Regions from separate parts of the Zea mays genome. Here all the other regions are linked to region 1. The links are chromatin contacts, called in public Hi-C maps. All regions are on one chromosome and are shown on one strand. The core of a region is the stretch at or near the end of the contact, and the rest is flanking DNA. Distances in the headings are between cores, read along the strand shown.

Region 1 (2,700 bases), core at 194-2,693:
AAAATGATAAATATAAAATACTAGTAGGTTTTAAATTGTGGTTAAATATAAAATAGCAGTTTCCATTAGATTTCGATTACATGCACAAGATTGATTGCTTGTACGGTTGTACCTAAATATAATTGGTGCACAAGATATGTTTCTTCTTTTAATTGCATCGTTTTCCATTTCTGGCACCAGTAAAGTAACCAGGCTTTGAATTTTACTCATCAGAATGGGGGAGCAAAAAGCTCGAGGAGCAAAGGTAGGTGCAGCCTTGACGTGCCATCTGATCGCATCAAAAGCCAGTGACGTAGTACACCTGTACCATACCACCTCATCAGCAACCGGCGGTGGATCGAGCCAGTCGAGTAGTACAGGACAAATGCCGTATATATACGGGCGGCAATGAACGCAGCAGTAGTATACATACATATCAGGTGATGTACGCAAATGGTCCAGGCCACGGGAGAATGGGAAACTGGACAGCTCATTCCTCACTAGAATCTGAAACGGAAACGACTGTACATGATGGACGAAGCGCGACGCGAAGCGAGCAGTCATCACCACACGCTACCCACCAGATAAAGCTAGACTAAATTATGTGATTAGAATTCTCATCATTCCTTTTTTTTCTTCTTCTTCTGTTTCCCCTAATAAAGCAAATGAAAAAAAAAACAGAGAGAGAGAGATCAAAGCCCTATTCCAACGCATCCATCAGCGGCGGTGGCGGCGTGATGTAATCTTAACTCGGTCCAACGGCCAAACCACGACGCCAATCGTTTTCCGGAAGGGGGAGAAAAGGGAAAACGAAGAAGGAAGAGATACGCCTGCCTGACAGATTTAAAATTAGAGCCAGAGGGCACCGGCCTTCTTGAGGATGGGCACGAGCTCGCCGGAGATGTGGACGGCCATGAGCCGGTCGAGCCCGCCGAGGAGCTTCCCGCCCACGAACACCGCGGGCAGCGCGGCGGCGGCGGCCTCCGCGCCGGCCGGGACGACCCCGGCGAGCGCGGCCTCGTCCGCGACCTCGTGCACGGCCGGGTTCACCCCGAGCCCCTGCAGCAGCCGCTTCACCACGTGGCTCAGGCAGCACCCGCGCCGCCCCACCACCAGCACCGGGCTCTCCGCCACGGCCCTCCCGACCTCCGCCCTGCCGCCGTCGCCGTCGTCGTCCGTCCCGCCCGCGGCGTCGGCCCGGGCGCGCTCCTCCGCGACGGTCGCCGCCGCCGCCGGCTCAGGCTCCGGCTTCACGGCGACGACGGCGGCCGCCTCGCCCGCCGGCATCAGCCACGGCCGGGCGCTGCTGTAGGGGATGGCCTGGTACATTACTTGCCGACGTACGTGCGTCAGCGCTTGTCGTTCGGGCCGCCGAGTCTCCTCTTCCCCCCCCTAACTTTTTTGTTCTCTCTCCGTCTTTTCCGCGCGGGGCGTGGAGCGTGCTCCGTGTGGGCGGGTGATGGTTGGGTTGGGGCGCTGGACGCGGGGGATACATATATACAGGGGCGGTGAGGTGGGCGGGTGACGTCACTGCAGCGCCGCGATGCCTTTCGACCGGTTCGCGCGGACCTGCACGCGAGTCTCTCTCGGGTGGCGTTGGCGTGGAGGGGCGTCAGCCGCGGCTCTGGGGACGCCGGCTCCGTGACGACAGCTGCTGCGGAGGCGGACGTGCGGTTGCGGTTGGAGACCCATGATGGGGGAGGGCCAGGCGGCCGGTTCTGATCCTGTGCGAGCGGAGGAGCCTGCGGGGACGCGAACAGCGGGCACCGTACTTTTTGCAGCTGCTGCCCGTGTCATTTTGGTTTTGTTTAAAAACCATAATTCTATGGCATGCTTTATGTCTAGTTTATAGTTTTGTTGTTTAAATATTACAGCCGTGTAAATTGCTTGTACCAAAACCGGTCCTTATTTTGGTTTTGTTTTTAAACATCTCTAACTTTTTTTGACGACCTTCTCTAACTTGTACCAGGACGATAGAACGTTAGAACCAATATCTACGATAACAAACTATTTTCGTTCAAACCACCTTGCCATGTGCCTTTAAACTACACTTACTTGGTATGGTATCGTAGTAGTGTCAATATATATCTATAAATAAGCTTAGTTAATGCTAGAGGTTTTACTTAACACCGTGACTTATAATTTGAAATCTTACTGTTTTTTTTCTAAGAAATCCATGAAGAGAAATGCTAAGCCTTTCCTTGCGAACAAAAAAAAATGCAGGCACTTGCGATACACCATACCTAAAATGTATTTAAGTTAGTTTTACTCCCCCGCCTGGCCTAAATAGAGAATAACGTTTTTGCTGTGGAAATAGACAAATAATTATGGATATTCGTCATTCGTAGAACAAACAACGCCCTTTTTTTTACGATGGACACATCCCGCAAAGACTGGTATTATAGCTTTAATTTCTTCTACTCCCTCCCGTCAAAAAAACAAGTCGTTTTGGACAAGATTTGAGTCAAACGTATAAAACTTTGACTACTAATAACAGTTTCGTTATTTAGTTTTAAAATCTAATAGCCATATCTATAGATTTATCTTTAAAAGTACTTTTGCAAAAGTATAAATATATTAATAATTTATTTGTATTTGACAAAAGAAAATATTGTCCAAAACTATATTTTTGAGACCGTGTCGTTGTCCTAAATGGACTTGTATTTTGATACCTGAGGGAGTAGTTCAAATTATGTCAACTTTAGCTGACCAAAATCTTAT
Region 2 (2,755 bases), core at 228-2,727, 77 kb after region 1:
GAGAACCATGAATTGTTAAGAGATACAATTGTTCCTATGAAATCAAAGTTTCTGAAATATCGGAGAGAAATGCCCATTCTCTATGCATTTGCTTTCATTCTTGATCCTAGATCTCAGATGAGAGGGTTTCATAAAGTTCTTCAGAGGTTATCTACTCTAAATGGTATAGATTATAGTAGATCCCCATCATCTGTTCGTACCAAACTAACTAAGATGTTTCAGATTTATGAAACCAAATTCGGTGGAGTTTGTACTGGTAATATACCTGGTGCAGGTACACCTGGTAGTTCATCTTCTATATCTGAGCTCACTTCTTACCTAGATAGTGATACTGAAACTAAGTTTGGTCCAGATTTTAACATACTTAGCTGGTGGCAACGCCATAATCAGACTTATCCAATTCTTTCTATACTTGCTAGAGATATTATGACTGTCCATATCTCTACTATATCTTCAGAATCAACTTTCAGTCTAGCTAGCAGGGTGTTCGAGGAGCGGTGACGATGGCTGACAACGGACATGGTGGAGGTGCTCTCATGCATCAAGGACTCGGAACTGGCTGACCAACACAAGCAACATACTGTGGAGAAAGAAACCAAGGACCTTGAGGCAACTTTTGAAGCTATGTATCTCGATGATGAGCAACAATTATCACCTGGGAGCAAGAGAAAGAATCAAGAAGGAAGCAAAGATGAGCAAGAGGGAAGAAGGAAGGAAAAAGCTTGAACTTATTTTGGTTTTATATCAATGTATGCTGTTTTGTAATAAACATGAACATGGACTATGAACTGGACTATAAATTTTATAAGGAGCTGGCTGTACTCTTTTCCTTCCTAGGGTTTTCTCACGAGGTGTGAGTTTTTACTTATGAAGGTTTTTAATGAGGCAACATTGCACTAAGGCTCCGATTAAATTTTATATTACCTATTTGTCTTATGTTCTGTGATGTTCTGAGTTCTGTGATGTTTTGAGATTTCTATATGTATTTAAGATGTATTTTTGTGTATTCCAATGTAAAGTTTCTGTGTATTTATATGGTACATTTCTGTGTATTTGTATGGTACATTTCTGTGTTCTATGTATAAATGAGAAATTTCTGGCACGTACCCGATATTGATGGACCTACCGTGCTTCAAGCCCGGCCTGACCCATCTAACAACTGGCATGCCAGGTCTGGACAATCCTAACAACTTACGGGCCAGCCCGGCCTGGCACGATGGTCTAACCGTGTCGTGTCTGGGCACGCCATAATCGGGTCGGGCCATTGCGTGCTCGGACCGGTCTGGTCCGGTACGACTAGTTGGACATGTATAGCCAAGGCGTCGCTCACGCAGGTGCTCTAGCCTTCGCTGTAGGACTCCATCCAGAATTCCAGATCAAGACCGGGAAGGAGCTGGGAGATATACAGGCATGTAGCTGCGTCAGACCCACGACCATCTGAGCAAGGATTGGTCACGCGCCGCCCACGATCATCATGTTGTTGCGCCAGGCCCACGAGCATCTTGAGCAATGATTGACAGGTGCTGTAGTAGCTCTCTACGGCTCTAGGGTGGGCCATTTAATTGGAATGTTTGGATTACTCATATGCACTCGCTCATGCCGATGCAGAACAAATTGCGAGGGGAAACCGGCCCAACACAAGACCATGTGCCAACGTGGTCATTTTTGAATTATTGGGGAGTTTATTATTGGTAATCTGCTGCATGATGATGTGATTTTGGGGAAAGAATTTTTTAGCACAACCCCCAATATGCAACTTTGGGGAAGAATTTTAAAGAAACTCTTGAAGTTGCTCTAAAAACCAAATCGGCCTATAGTGCCTGTTTGGTTCGATTTTTTTTTCTAACGAGCTTTTCTAAAAAGCTGGCTGGTAAGAATCTGGGTGTTTGGCTCGGCTGCTGTGGAGAGAAGCTGGTGATTAGAATCTGAGTGTTTGGATAGCCAGATTCTGAAATCTTAGATTCAGGCTGATTTTTTTTTTAAAAAAAGGCAAACATGCTTACTAATCAGCACCTAATTGAAAATTAGCACATGCTTTTTTCATTACAACATTCTCGTTTACATTAAATTTTTAAATGAACTCATGTCTAACTCATCTGACGGGCTGCTACTACTCTCACCTACACCTACATCATTAACATGCCTAGTGTTGGGTACAAACTGGTCGAAGTTGCGATCATATATTGCACTGTCCCGAATAAAGTTATGCAACACCATGCATGCTATAATTATCTTCGATTGCTTCCTCAACGAAAATGAAGGCAGACTAAGAAGGATTCACCACTTTATCTTGGGCATCCCAAATGATCGCTCTATAACATTCCCTCGTGTACGTGCGTCCAGTCCTTTCCTTAAACATTCTTATCATGTTGGCATACCCTTCTGCATTCAAATAATGTTGTGGCATGTTGCTTGCATTGACCTCTTCTACACATATTTCATTGTAAATCTTAGCTACCCTCGTGTCCCACTTTGCTATGAGTTTTCCACATTTCTCCATCTAACCGAAAATAAGGATGACAGTAAGACAACAAGGCTGTTCACCAAAGTACACACAAGTTTGAACGACAAAGCAAGATCACATAACACATTCTAGATTTCTCGGTCTAACCGAAAATAAGGAAGACATGAAGTGTGCACCAAAGTACACAAACAATTTGTAGGCACAGAAACATGACATAACACACCGCAGATCACATAACATTCGTAACAAAGCACCAGTTACCACTTATTACAAGTTCACATACTGTGCATA
Region 3 (2,700 bases), core at 27-2,526, 120 kb after region 1:
TCCGGTAATGTACTAGATGCCATGCATTAGCCTGAACATGGATTATTCCGGGAATTGGCTCTCGCTGGTTTTTAGGCCTTTGCTCTTGCTCGCGTTCTGTTTTATGTCACGCTCGCTAGGCCTGGCTACACGTAGGATGTTCCGATGATGCAATTAAAGCTTTAACCATAGTAGATTGGATTGGCTTGATGTGAGCGGAGCAGGGTTTCAAATGCTATTGTTTCTACATGTCTTTGATACGTAGATCCAATCTGATGGCGAGTGTCAATCGGCTCTTTACAGCCGATACAGCCCGGGTAGTCGAACACGGCTCGGACTAACGTTTACACGTGCTTGTTTATGCAGGAAACCAATTCGAAGCACGTCAACACCTTCCTGATCAGGTATAGGTCACGTGGCACGCCTAGTGAACTTCAAAGCTAGGTCGTGTGTCAGAACCTAGGCCGTTGACCGAGGGACCGGAACCCACCAGCTGCTCTAGAAGCCTCCCGGCTTCTCGTGTTGCCTGCCGTCTCTCGCCGGTGAGTCGGACGACAACATTCTCTAATTCAAAACTGCAAAGGAAACATCTAACTAGCATCATGTTCTTTATCCATGCACATGGGGGTGTGGAATGAAATGTGGTTTTAATCAATATATGTGTTTTTTCGTGCATCTATATATGTCGTTTCGTGTCTGACTTAACTGAGTCATGCCCACCCGTCGGGCACGACCTCGGCCCAGACCGACAACAAAATATTTTGGATCACGTTGTGTCTGAGCCATGTTTTTTTCATGCTTCGAGTTAGCTTATTATAGACGGCCCTAATGTACAACTATAGTGGGAGGAATGAGGAGTGGGGTATGGGAGACAAGATAGACAATATTGGTTTCTGAGTTTGCCATGCACCAAAGGTTTTAAAATTGGACTAAATTTATAGAGGGAAATATTTAACATTTCCACATCAAAGAAGTAAACAATATAATACATAATTAATCTAATCATGCTAATTTATTATTATTATTATTATTTATGTAAACTAGACTGTGTGGTCGTCAGTTGCGAACCGTGAGTATGCACGCAGCTGGTACTACCCTGCGAAAGCAAGCAAGCAAGCGCAGGAAAGCGGCGGCGACAGTTACTGTACCTAACGGAAATCACAACAAAAATGCGGACGAAAATCTTCCTGTTTCCTTGTGGTGGCGTGGCCACGCTCACCTCCTCATGCATGTCTCGCACGCGACTCGATATGATCTGCCTTTTTGTGTCGACGAGACGGCCGGGGAAGCACACCCACAGCAGTAGTACACTACGCACAAAGCAACAACGGAAAGCTAAGAGCACTGGTAGCCTGTCTCTTTGGGTGTATGAACCACATGGACAAGAAGAGAAGCGGCCACGAAAAGGAGAATCTTTTCCTCTTGTTAACGGTGGGGGATGGCGACGGGGATGGTCTGGGACTTGGGCAACCCGGGCGAGCCAATCTTCACCATGCGGCAGCTGTGCGTTATTTGTCTGATTGGAAATTTTCTTCAGATCGAGAATTATATTGACGTAGTGGGGACGCTTTAATTTCTCTATAGATTCTGATTGGAACTCGATCGTTTGCTTGCAGCCTCATGAGTTATGTTCTGATTTTTTAGTGCCCGCTCCACGTGACAATTATTTTCTTCAAATGTTTCTGTCATTCTTTGGGCTGCCCAAAGCTGATCTTGACACTAGGAACTAAAGCTGCACACACTGCCACACATATGTTCAAATATACTATTAAATAAAGCTGATCCTAGACATGTTCTATTTATGAGGTTTCGAAACACAACACCAAAATTAATAACTTCTGGCGGCCTCGTAACTTCCGACAGCCACAGAAAACCCGTCGAAAGTTATTAACTTTCGACATGCCGTTGTTGTCTCTCGGAAGTCGGAACCTATACATAACTTTTAACGACCATGTCACGGCCCTTTGCCGGCGCGGCGTCAACGATGTGAGTAGATGAGCAATCTCAGGTGATCGCCGGAATACGATAACAACCGGAAGGTTGATTCGTTTTGGTTTCTAGTATTTCTCCGATATCCCTTCCTCAAGTCTTACAACATACTTATACTAATGTTATGAGTATAGCCCACTACGGCCCAGTACAGCCCACAACCATTACACATTCAAATACGTACTCACTAGTATTAGCCTGTGCGATCTCTAACATAGGTCGGATGTTACATTACCGCCCTGTCAAAACGTTGCTTGTCCTCAAGCAACAGTGACAAGCAATGCAGATAAAATGCCTGGATCCCAATGTCTAGTAATCCAAAGAAGAAGCACACCAAGAGGAACTGTATATAGGACCATATCACCACGGAACACCATCTTATCAGCGTGCACCCTCAACCCATCACCTCCATATTGTATCCTTGGTAGGTACGTTCTGCCCATAGACTATCAGGATTCCATTAGTAAATGCACGAACAAAATGAGAACTGCCACCAGGAATATAGCAGTGGTCTCTTCGTATGGATCATACAGATCCCGTAAGGCCATGGAGAGATCAGTAAGGGAGGCAGCAATAGCATACACCAGATTTGCTAAATGCCAGTCCAAAAACAATTTCGCCTCATTCTTAGCTGCAACACCACGCGCTGCCCGGAATGCTGCAAGTGCCATGCTTAACGTCACTTCAACACCATGTGGTACACCATCTACAACCACCTGTCTCAACCAACAA

Evidence for each region. Hi-C and Micro-C count contacts between places; a contact is called where the count stands out from the background.
Region 2: a Hi-C map of seedling shows a contact between it and region 1, with 4 times the contacts expected there. The contact joins the enhancer-like site here to the promoter of LOC100281053 in region 1. A contact is called at or near these places in 6 of 25 Hi-C or Micro-C datasets (ear, leaf, root tip and 2 more).
Region 3: a Hi-C map of endosperm shows a contact between it and region 1, with 2.2 times the contacts expected there. The contact joins the enhancer-like site here to the promoter of LOC100281053 in region 1. A contact is called at or near these places in 3 of 25 Hi-C or Micro-C datasets (endosperm, leaf and tassel).

The regions. Positions count from the first base shown.
Region 1 is chr8:153,510,483-153,513,182 of Zm-B73-REFERENCE-NAM-5.0, forward strand. LOC100281053 reads right to left here and starts at 1,444. Exons shown (of 1, transcript NM_001153972.2): 1 at 428-1,444. The coding sequence starts at 1,308. The coding sequence ends at 829.
Region 2 is chr8:153,587,449-153,590,203 of Zm-B73-REFERENCE-NAM-5.0, forward strand. No RefSeq gene overlaps it. Among protein-coding and RNA genes, the nearest start is that of LOC103636157, 39 kb to the left of the region's middle. Within about 2 kb of position 1,478, at least 17 of the 20 cell types and tissues checked have an H3K27ac peak or open chromatin away from gene starts, as enhancers often do. A contact at or near this core is called in ear, leaf, seedling and 1 more, where this site is marked.
Region 3 is chr8:153,626,390-153,629,089 of Zm-B73-REFERENCE-NAM-5.0, forward strand. No RefSeq gene overlaps it. Among protein-coding and RNA genes, the nearest start is that of LOC103636157, 78 kb to the left of the region's middle. Within about 2 kb of position 1,277, at least 17 of the 20 cell types and tissues checked have an H3K27ac peak or open chromatin away from gene starts, as enhancers often do. A contact at or near this core is called in endosperm, leaf and tassel, where this site is marked.